Linked DNA regions of Danio rerio: all the other regions are linked to region 2. The links are chromatin contacts, called in public HiChIP or PLAC-seq maps. All regions are on one chromosome and are shown on one strand. Each heading gives the region's core, a stretch centred on a gene start, on an enhancer-like site or on the middle of the called end of the contact. The rest is flanking DNA. Distances are from core to core; before and after follow the strand shown.

Region 1 (3,867 bases), core at 641-3,140, 97 kb after region 2:
CTAAACTAGACAATTAAAATATGCTGTTAAAAAGTGTAGGCCGTTAACAATTTTATTTTAACTGCAGATGCTTTAAACTGCTGGTTTTGTCTGACCAGAGGACAAATGCACATTGTAAAGCTGCAATTGACGTAGTAGCATTGTATAAAGCGTGATATAATACAGCATGTTTAATCCTTGTGCTATTTTAAGTGAATCTAATAGTAGATAAACCCATGAGCAGCATTTTGGTATATAGTGTTTCTAAATGCAGCCCACCCCCTAATTTAATAATAGTTTAACTATTAACTACATCCAAAAAGAGCTTTGGGTAATTTTATTATATCAATATAGAGCAGAAACCAGAATACCAAAATGTTTAGTTTATTTCCCAATATAGAGCAGAGAAGTTTGAACTGACCTGGACTTGGAGCGTGATCTTGATCTTGAATCAGAACGCTTGGATGCTCTGGAAGGGCTGGGAGAACCAGACCTGCTCTCCATCTTGGGTTGGGCAGGACTCCCCCGATCCGATTTGGACGCCGAGCGAGATTCCTAACATCACAGCAATACATTACGACATGTACAAGACAAACATTAACATAGCTTTGCTAACTTACACACTCACACCACATTCACAATAGCAGTAATCCAAACATTCACTTTACTACAGCTGCGGAGGAAAGTGTTAGAATTACTTAAATTATATTATGGAATAAAAAAAAAAAAGTTAACAGCAATACTGATACATTTACAAAGGCTAGCAAGTCATCACGTGTCCTTGTGATGCTTGTTCATTAGCCGAATCACCATAGTAAAGCTACAAACATGCAAATGATAATTAAGAAGAGATTAGAAACACTTGGAACACAAATTTAGCATTTACTTAGCCTACGGACTCATTCATTCTTCTGTTTTCAGTATACGCTATTCCTTTCTTTCAGGCATTTTATTCTTCGGTCTTCATTTGTTCAGTTTTCATTTTTCCTCTCCTTTTCATTTCTTCACCCCAATCTGAAACCTCTTTTCTTTTTTCTGCTTTAGACACATAACGCAAGCGTGCTTCTATCTGACCGATCTTCCGTTCTTTTTTCCCCTTCCCACTTAACCGTCTGCTCTGTAAACATTTTCTCTGTAAAAGCCTTCTTTTATCTTGAATATTCTTCCACATTCTTGGCCTTAACTCTTCAAATCCTTCACGACCAATAACCTTAATGAAAAAAGAACATTCAGAGCAATTAAGATCAAGGGAAACTTGGGGGGAAATGAATTGAACTCTTCAAATTTCACTACTCCTTGTGAAATAAAGATGTTTGTTTGGTTATGGTATGGTATGAGAGAAAGAGGAAAGATGAGAAATGCTGGAAACAGAAACCAAAAGTAATCTGGCTGCTATTGTGTGAATGGGAGATGTAACGTTATTACTTAAGTGCTTGTATCTCTGTTTCAGAGTGTATTGCTGTAGGACAAGCAAGTAAAACAACACAACGTTATATAAATACATGATGGTGAAAAACAAATATCTCGATATATGCTATTCAACATAGCAACGTAATAACATTACACAACAATAACATTGTAAAGGACTTATACGATTTAAAGTGACTAAATGGTAAATCTTTTGCTTACTATCGGCCAACAATAATATATTAGCTAATCTTTCGGTTTAGGTAGGTTGTAAATAAACAAAAGAAATGGACAGCTAAGTTAACGTTAGCTGTTCACAAACCGAGCATTACCGTAAAGAGAAAGAAAGAATATCTAAAAAAAACTGCAGAAAGGTTTGCGAAATTAAATCCTTACCCTCCTCTGGAATTGTTGCTCTTCAGTATCACTCATTGTTTTAAAAATATTATTGACTGGTAAAAAAAAAAGCGTGGATATGAAGACGCTCTTCGACGAAGACTTCCGCTCCTAATGTAACTGCAGAAAATGGCCGACCATCTGAAACGCGCGGTGTACTGTGGGAGGCGAATCAAACTGCGTCATATCCTCCTCAAAGTTTGTAGGTGGATGAGTCCATGTAGATAGATAGATAGATAGATAGATAGATAGATAGATAGATAGATAGATAGATAGATAGATAGATAGATAGATAGATAGATAGATAGATAGATAGATAGATAGATAGATAGATAGATAGATAGATAGATAGATAGATAGATAGATAGATAGATAGCCATTGACAAACAAATAAATGGACATAGACAGACATGGTTGGATGGATGGATGAATGGACGGACAGACAGATAGGCTACATAGATGGATAGACAGACATGATAGATAGATAGATAGATAGATAGATAGATAGACATAGCCTACAGAAAAATAGATATGATATAGACAGAGGTAGACAGACATGAGATTTAGATAGATAGATATATGGATGGATGGATAGATAGATAGATAGATGATAGATAGATAGATAGATAGATAGATAGATAGATAGATAGATAGATAGATAGATAGATAGATAGATAGACATAGACAGACGGACAGACAGACGGACGGATGGATGGATAGATAGATGGCCAGATAGACCGACAGATAGACAGACAGACATATAGAAAAACAGATATTATAGACAGACAGATATGATAGACATGACAGATATACAGACAGACAGACAATCCACACACACACACACATATATATATATATATATATATATATATATATATATATATATATATATATATATATATATATATATATATATATATATATATATAAATAGATGTAAGGAATCATAGATTTATATGACAGATTCTATATTCCATATATATTCCATGTAGAGATAGATAATTCATTCTTTTATCTATAAAGACACACTGATTAAATCTGTGCATTCATCAATCCAAACAGACAGATAGGATATGAAAATAGTGTGTGAATTGCATAAATACACACTGACAAATCTGAAGTCTGATATATCTTTTATTGTATGGATTGAGTAGTGTTGTCTTGGGGTACAATTCCTTCTGAAGGTTTAATGCCATGTTCAGTTTAACTGAGATAAATCCCCATCCCTAATCAAATCAACCTGCAATACAGACATCAACCATTCACTGAGATTAATCTTTGGATCAGCCTTTTCCCCACAGAAATCTGTTTTCAATTAATCTTAACAATGAAAAGGTGTCACGACTCAGGTGTAAACCTTTTCTCTGGAATCCGTCCAAGCGCACAAGACACACCATTAGCTAGCTGCAGAGATAACGCTGTGTGCATGGAGTCTTTAGCAGATACATTATGAAACACTCATTCGTATATCAAAAAACAGTCTTCCATAAAAAAGCTCATCCTTTCGCTCTCTCGGGTCTTATGTTCCATATTGCACTTAAGTTATAAAATACATTTGTGATCCATCAATAAAAGACAAAATAATCAAGCTGGAGTTCAAGTGCACAACTGAAAAAAAAATGTCTAAAAGCTGCTTTAGTCTAAAAATATATTTATTTATATATTTTCTCTGTACAGTCTTTGCAGTAATAACGTCCTTGGCCACGGTTGATGTGATTATTGTTAATTTAATGAGTGCGGTTTCTGTGGTCTGCCAGGTGATTGTGGTAGGAAGTGCAGAGGGTTACTACTACGCCTTTCTGGCCTGTGGGCAGGCAGATTTTGTTTGGTCGGTCTGGAAACAGCAGCCAGGAGAATTCCAGTGCCACCAGCTGGATGGGAGATGTTGTGCGTGGAGGCATTCACAGCAGCTTCCACTTTTCCCTCCAGCTTTACCAATCGGTTGAGAATGTCATCTAACAGCACAGCAATTGTCCTCTTCAGGTCAGCTTTGACAAAAAAAAAAAAAAAAATGAATAGGTAGGAATTAGTATGATAATATGTATAAATCTCTGTCAGCCACACCACACTTATTCTGAATACTAA
Region 2 (3,965 bases), core at 1,395-3,894:
GATGCTATATAAAACAGCATTCGGACGACACAAAATGTTTAATTGTATTTATTTATTTATTTACCACAAAATGTATTTATTTCTGACACAACAGCACATTTAACAAAGTGATTCTCAGACCTTTTCAATTATATATATTCTGTCAAGATTAGAAAAAGGTTTGATATTAAAATATTGCAGAGAAATTTTAAATGCAGAGCATTAGAGAGATTTCCATGGCAACAGAATGTTTTTAGAAGATGATTTTCAAGTGTTACATTGTGAGAATAATGTCTCATTTAAGATGGCTATGACATGTAACAGATGCGCAAGAACACACAAAATATTTGTATTATATTATTACAAAGATCCTTTAAGTACAGTAACTTTCCATTACACATCCTTTTCTTTATAGGTAGAACTGGTTCTTTAGATTACTAAAATGTCCTTCACATTAAAAAACTAACGAAACTTCACACTTATTATGTAAGAACTCCACTGAAACGTTGTTTAAGAGAATCCAGAATAGTTCTTTCAAGTGTACAATATTAAATAATAATTACACTGCCCATTGTCAATTATATGGCCCATATTTTACAAATGTATAGTTCTTCTTACCACTGTCCAGCACGGAAGCTGAAGTCAGGATGAGCCACTTCCAGTCTTAGTCTCTTTACAGTATCAGATTCACTAATAATGTCACAAACACGTGCAGAGAAAAGTTCCTGGGTACACAAACAGAACATCAAATCTGGTTTATACATAGAATTTACACATTGTATCCTCCCATATTTAAAATAGCTCTGCATAATACTGGGAAAATAGGTAATGTTGTTAAATGTTTCAACAAAACAATATTTCTTATGATATAACATTTCCCTATAAAAATTGTATTTTCATTAGCTATCTTTTTAAATGATTTTAAATTTATGTAATGAAATTAAAATAGGTGAAAGATATTTCAAGATCTAATTAAATCTGATAACTGAGTGAAAACCTAAGCAGATATTCTGACTCTGATTGGCTGTAGTCATATTCCTCCGCCATTATTAGTATTTTTTTTTTTTTTTTTTTTTTTTTTGAGCTCTGGGTTTACCTTTGGGCCGCTCCAGCCAATAGCAAAACATTTTGAGGAGGTGCTGGTAAAAATAGTAATGCCCTATCTGATTGGTCAAATTTAGATAAACAACCAATGCATAAAATAAATGTCATTTATTTTATTATTACTATTATTATTATTTTATTCATAATGTCATGTCATTTATCACAATAACAATCATTTTGCGATATATTGCACAGCCCTAATTTAAAATGTTTTATGCTATGTAGCTGTACAAACGGGAGTCATTATTTATTTGTATTACTCCAAATCTACACACAGTCATGTTCAACTAAATATAAAGTTCTATAACATCGTTTCACAATAAAATTAGTGTTAAATAAATGCCCATTTGAAAATAACCATGGTTTTAAAGGGGACCCATGACATCCCTTTTTGTGACTGTCACTTTAAATTCAACTGATCATTTTTTTTCCAAAAAAGACAGAGCTAAAAGTTTACACTTATGAGGGAGAGATAGTCACTAATTGGTTGGGCTTTCCCCCTCCAATGACATGTACAAAGGGAGAATGTCAATCAAAATGTTTCTACAAGCTGGCTTTATGAAGTGTGATTATAAAAAAATATAATTAAAACAATGTTTACCATTAGAGCCTGGCTATGTTTACACACTGTTGCCACACAACTGTGTTTAAACCTCTTATAAAAGTGATTTTTGCATATTAGGTCCCCTTTAATACAAATGAACATAGAAAGTTAAACCATAATTTGCAATAATTTGTCATGATTTGTAAACGAACCACTAAACCAAATGCAAATGATAATCAATTTGCCAAAATATGCATTAGTAAATATAGAACTATGACTAATAAATACTGCACAAGTATTGTACTCTTAATTCAAGTTAGTAAATACAGTAACTAGCGTTAACTAACGAACCTTAATGTAAAGTGCAACACAGTGGGTTAACAATAACCAACAATGAAAGATTTTTCCACCGACTAATATTAACAAAAAATAAACACTGTAATTACTACTGTAATAAATGTGTTTTTGCATCTTTGTTCGTGCTAGTAAAAATACATTAACTAATGGAACCTTTTTGAAAAGTGTTACTAACTGAAACAACTTAACGTTCGATTACATCATCTTGAATTTAGTCTTGTGACAAATCAAATGACACACTGGTGGACCTAAAACACAAAACAAGTGTCTGAACTTTCACCTACAAGGCTCCAACATTTGTTAACCATTTATAAAGACCCAAGCAAGAATCTATAACTAAAAAGTCAAGATTTTCATCTAAAAAACAGAAAACAAATCTAAGAAAACTCACCATTTGTCGATGAACACTAGCAGTTCTCTCTAGATGGTCAGTCCGTCTCCTGGATGTCATTTTTCTGAAACACATTTAGGGTCGTATAGTTTATACACTAAAACAATGACTTTGTCTCATATACTACATACTTTTTTGTGGATGTTTTGTAGCATGCCGACTAGGTAGGCTGCTTACCAGGTTTTAGGACACAACCTTAGTGTCCAAAGCCTCTAGAAACAGCAGTGGATTCTGGACGATACTCACCGTGTGACTGTGACTTTGTCTGAACACAACACAGCAGGTCTGAACAGTCCTGATCCACCGGAGAAACCTCTGGCCACCGTTCGTACAAAGCACGGGGCACTCATGGTCAGATGTGACGGGAGGAACTCTGTCAAACACCTTATAACATTATCAGACAGAAAGGGCAGTTCGTCTTTTAATAATAATAACCAACGACACTGAAATATCAGAATTTCTTTTTAACAGCCAATATATAAAGACATTCACACGTGTGAGAAACAAGCAAATTAGTGTTATTAACTAAATTATTGGTTTTATTTTTAATATCTCTTTAGGTTTAATTTTAAACAGTAGGTGAAAATAAATCGAACACATCGTAATGAATACATATATTTATCAAGAGGAATACTTTACGTAAAAATCATTCACCTCTGTCACTCTTCTGCTCCGGTGAGTGACGTTTCTTCTTCGTCTGTGTTTACGGTGGGTGATTCGAGACTGTACTGCCATCTTGCGGTGGTATTTGAGTTAGAACTGGATAAAGAAGTTAGATTTTAGATTATTTAGATTACTAAATATCCATATAAATCTCACTCCATAAACAATATAAATTACACTTATATAAACTACACTGTGTCGCCCACAGTATAATCAAATCAAATAAATAAAAAACATTTCATACACGTCATTCATGACATACATTTTATTGTTTCTTTCATTTTCAGACAAATTAATCCTTCTTTAGAAAATTTTAGTTGATAAGAAATCTAAATACCAGTATATGTATAGTAGAAAAAAATATAGGTATTCTGCAAAATATATATTACTCTTCTCCTAATTAACATTTACAGTACTGTTGATTTTATGAACAGTTTTTAAGGTAAATAAACTGTAATTAAGTTACCTAATAATTAAAAGTAAACCCTTCTTTATTTTATCAATGGATTTAAAATTATTATTATTAGTAGTAGTAGTAGTAGTAGTAGTAGTAGTAGTAGTAGTAGTAGTAGTAGTAGTCGTTGTCATAGTAGTATAACCTTTATTTTACCAGGAAAGACATTGAGATAAAAAAAAAAATCTGACCTGTGAAAAAAAGTGTCCTGGTCAAGATTTCACATGGAAAAAAAAAATGTTTAGTTACCATGAATCACACATTGACAAACAAACTATTAAACTATTCATCTACAATATGTTTCAATTTCTAAATCACTTATACTTTTTTAAAAAGCATTTAGTGAAATCAATTCTTTAAACTGCAACTTTTTTCATTAGCCCTCATGTGATTTCGTGATTAGTTTAAAAATAGTTGTTGAGTTTTATTTAAGGTGACGCAGTGGAGCAGTGGGTAGCACTATCGCCTCACAG
Region 3 (3,581 bases), core at 678-3,177, 74 kb after region 2:
TCTTCTTAAATGGACGCCACAGCAAGCATGGCTCCATAAATGCACATTCATGTGCAACGTGCGGTCCCATTTACAACGTTTGCGTTCTCACTTTGCACATCTCTGCTACGTTTCTTGGCTGCGTTTTGTCAGGGCCTAAATGTCCAGAAATATGGGAATTTAGTACATCAAGAGCCTCAGATGTATTACAAAAACCCACATTCCACACGCTGGCACTGAGGTTCAATCAGGAGCTCGCACACCTTTTTTTGTTACTAAAACAAGCCATCAGATCTGCATTTAATACTGATAGCCTACATAAAACAGACGCCACCATCATTTCGCTTGCACATACGATTTTAATGGACCATATGAAGGAAAATCAAATCAAAGGAGTCTTTGGGGATTTAAATACATGTCTATTGTGTGAAAAATATTTAGAAATAATAATTCCAAGCAAAAGTCTGGATCCAGCCATTTTTATTAAATTGCATAAATTACACATGAATCTTACCTTTGTCGCTTAGGGACAGAGTGCTCCACTTCTAAGACTTTTCCGTGGAGTTCTACTTTTCCTGAAAAAATATTAATTATAATTCAGTAAAATCACATTATAATTTAAATAAAAAATGTTTATTGTGTGATAGACTTTAAATATACGAAAGTAGCCTACACAAATATAAAACACATTTACGTAACGTGTATAAAACCACACTTCACGGTGTCAGAAAAATATTTAAAATATCCTAATGTAAAACCTGTTTAATTAAAATAGTATAGATACAAAATTCCCAGAGGTTAAACATGGAAGACAAATTTGCCCCCACGCTTGAGCGAAGGCCTAGCCACGAGCAGCGAGACATTGACTTTAAGAACAAAAATGAGAATGTATAAATTAGTGGACAGTCTGTTTATGGCAAATATAGCAGGCTTTACACAATTTACACTCATCCCAAACACATTGAGTACATATTGAGCAAACGAGGGGAGTAGTCGAAAGGCCTACAAGCCACCAATGCAAGCCAACCACCTGGTGTTCTAGAGCTCGTAATTGCAGCGACATAAGTGATACAGTTTTACAATGACAAAGTTTACAAAAAGACACATTGTGTCTAACAGTGCAGTTCACTTCCAGAAAGTATACCACGAGCTGTTAAGTGCATTTTAAAGCCAGGGCGAAGAATCTAGCCCATTTTAATTCAAATAAACAGTGTGTTCAACGACTCGCCGCTTGGGCATCAGAGTTGTTGAACACATTTCTTATTTTGCCCTGCATACACAAGCAACGCTGCAACTTTCATAGACCCTTGCCCTTCAGTGGTTCTGGGTCTAAAACGACACTTCAGCGAGTAAACCCGTGGTTTAAAAAAAAACTGAAAGTGAGCGCTTGCTCACTGAATGCACACAATCCCTGCTTTGCATAGGCATTTAATTGTTAAAGGCTACAGTTGCATTGTACTTCATTTAAAGGGCGGACAAAATCACATACGCACAAAAGTCTCACCTGAAAGCGTGTCAATGGCCCTCATCGCTACCTTCTCGTCGGGGCAATCCACAAACGCGTAGCCACTTTTTACGAGGAAGGGAGCACTGAAAGGTATCTTCCACTGCTCAAAGATACTTTCCAAGTCCAGCGCGCTCGCCTGCTCGCTCACGTTCCCGATGTACAGCTTATTCATTTTGTTGTATACGAAAATGAGCGACCGTGTTGCAGAGAGGCAGCCCTTTATCGCGTCGCTCGGATGGGCAGTGTTTGTAGAGAGCACCGCACTGTCGCTCAGCGGAGGGTCTGGGAGTGTTCTCCCAATCACTCAAAGCTACTGAGATATTTGATGGACGAGATCGCCGCCGTGGTTGCGCGCACTCGCGTTTTCTTTTGATTCGAGCGAGCTGAATAATTTATTCCGTCACCTCTGCGAGGCAAGGGCTGGGAGGAAATAGAGAAAGTTTCTTTACTCTTTGGCGATGCGACTAAATTGTCACACACGTTAGTGTAGGCGCCGCCTCTTAATAACATCGAGAGAACGGGAAATCAAAAAAACCCAAGTTCTTCTGCCTTTTTCAATGAGCCACGTGTTCAAACTACAAATCAGTCCTGCACGTGAGGTGTCCCGGTTGCTCAATTAAGTGTCGGATTGGGGGAAAATGGCACAGGGATGACTGGGGTGGGGACAGATAGAGAGGGAGTGATGGAGAGAAAGAGAGAGAGGGATGGGGTAAAACCTCTCTACGTGCATTTGCAGAGATCCCGTGCACCGCAAAGCTAGCCGTTATGGCTATACCGTTCAATGATATTACGTTCGGTGGACTTTTCTCTGCTAATGCCGTTCCGCGCTCTTATTGGTTGTTGCTGGAGTTGTAAAGAGGCGTAGCACGCACGCTCGCTCACAGCGCTTTAAGTCAGCACTGTGGCTTTATCTGCACTTATGGTGGGCTACCATATAGAGGACGAGGGGGAGGGGCTGCCATTCATACAGCATCCACATCGTTGGACTTTTCAATCTATACACTAAAGGACCTACGTGGAGTAGAAGAATGGCAAACATCTGAGACCACAAGCGCAACTAACGTGTGTAACTGTGCATTTATAAACAGCCACATATGTGGTGCATTTGTGTCACGCTGCAAGTCTACAGTAGGCTATTTGACATGTGTGACCTAGTGTAACGTGACCCAACCTGATTGAACAAAGCGAATTGTACACTTCCGGTGCCTAAAGAAAGGGGAGGGCCATGCAGAACATTGAAAAGTCGTAATGGTGAGTGGTAAAGGCGGGCCTCCTTCTGGCACAGCGGGGAGGAGATCCTAGGCCTCTGAGTTGGTTCATGCAATATGGCCACTTTAGACTTGTTCCCCGAAAATTATTGAACTGTTCCACAGAAGACTGGAGTTGCGTAATTTTTGCATGTGCGGCCTGCAATTCGCTCGACCTTCCACGTAAAGCGGAGACATTTACACTGGGCCCACGCCCTATGCGCCTCGCTCTCTCTCCCCTTGCTTTCTGCCACACACACACACACATGCACATAAATCGTGTTGGACTTCTTTTCATGTATACATGTCTAAATTCACAAACAAATGTAAATATATACAATTTATATAGATAAGTTATCAAGTGCAGAAAAAAATCACAGTTGAGTCTACGATAGCCCACGTTAGACAGATTTTTCCAATTTTATTCGGAAATGAATTTGCTAAATGTGAGTACTTGAAGCAAGAAAAGTCTTTCTACAAGGCTGGTAGTGGCATAACATGGTTACTGATTTTTTTTAGTCTGCGATCATTTTTGTTACCTGGCGTTTAAATTAGCTATGTGAAAAACATATCCAATACATCTTTGATTTAAACAGACGCCATGCGAAGCATTGAAATGGTTGTGAAATAAAATTCATTTGAATTAAAGATGCTATTTTTATGCATTTTACTTTGACAGTAGCCTATTAACAATTAGGCCTATATGCACGCATGTTGTGAAATCTGATGTGAAAATATTAGCCTGATGGAGGCCATTTTCGAATGAGTTTCCCTTTTGGTGTAGGACTACTAATAAAAATTCAGAACGGATAATAAATGTTTATTTGAATTTTTTTGTCATCTTTCCA

Evidence for each region. HiChIP or PLAC-seq counts read pairs in DNA pulled down with a chosen protein or histone mark.
Region 1: an H3K4me3 HiChIP or PLAC-seq map of gastrula embryo shows a contact between it and region 2, with 2.7 times the contacts expected there. The contact joins the promoter of tra2a here to the promoter of oxnad1 in region 2. A contact is called at or near these places in 2 of 4 datasets of contacts at active chromatin or transcription factors (embryo and gastrula embryo).
Region 3: an H3K4me3 HiChIP or PLAC-seq map of gastrula embryo shows a contact between it and region 2, with 2.3 times the contacts expected there. The contact joins the promoter of igf2bp3 here to the promoter of oxnad1 in region 2. A contact is called at or near these places in 2 of 4 datasets of contacts at active chromatin or transcription factors (embryo and gastrula embryo).

What each region holds. Positions count from the first base shown.
Region 1 is chr19:22,575,459-22,579,325 of GRCz12tu, reverse strand. tra2a (transformer 2 alpha homolog) reads right to left here and starts at 1,890. Exons shown (of 9, transcript NM_200416.1): 1 at 1,783-1,890; 2 at 401-534. The coding sequence starts at 1,818. It overlaps ccdc126 (coiled-coil domain containing 126), which reads right to left. Exons shown (of 3, transcript NM_001045403.1): 3 at 2,903-3,770. The coding sequence ends at 3,505. It also overlaps a transcript of pals2b not described here.
Region 2 is chr19:22,673,249-22,677,213 of GRCz12tu, reverse strand. It overlaps oxnad1 (oxidoreductase NAD-binding domain containing 1), which reads right to left and starts at 2,644. Exons shown (of 7, transcript NM_001110456.1): 1 at 2,553-2,644; 2 at 2,376-2,439; 3 at 598-704. The coding sequence starts at 2,435. It also overlaps a transcript of pals2b not described here.
Region 3 is chr19:22,599,153-22,602,733 of GRCz12tu, reverse strand. igf2bp3 (insulin-like growth factor 2 mRNA binding protein 3) reads right to left here and starts at 1,927. Exons shown (of 15, transcript NM_131491.2): 1 at 1,484-1,927; 2 at 494-554. The coding sequence starts at 1,658. It also overlaps a transcript of pals2b not described here.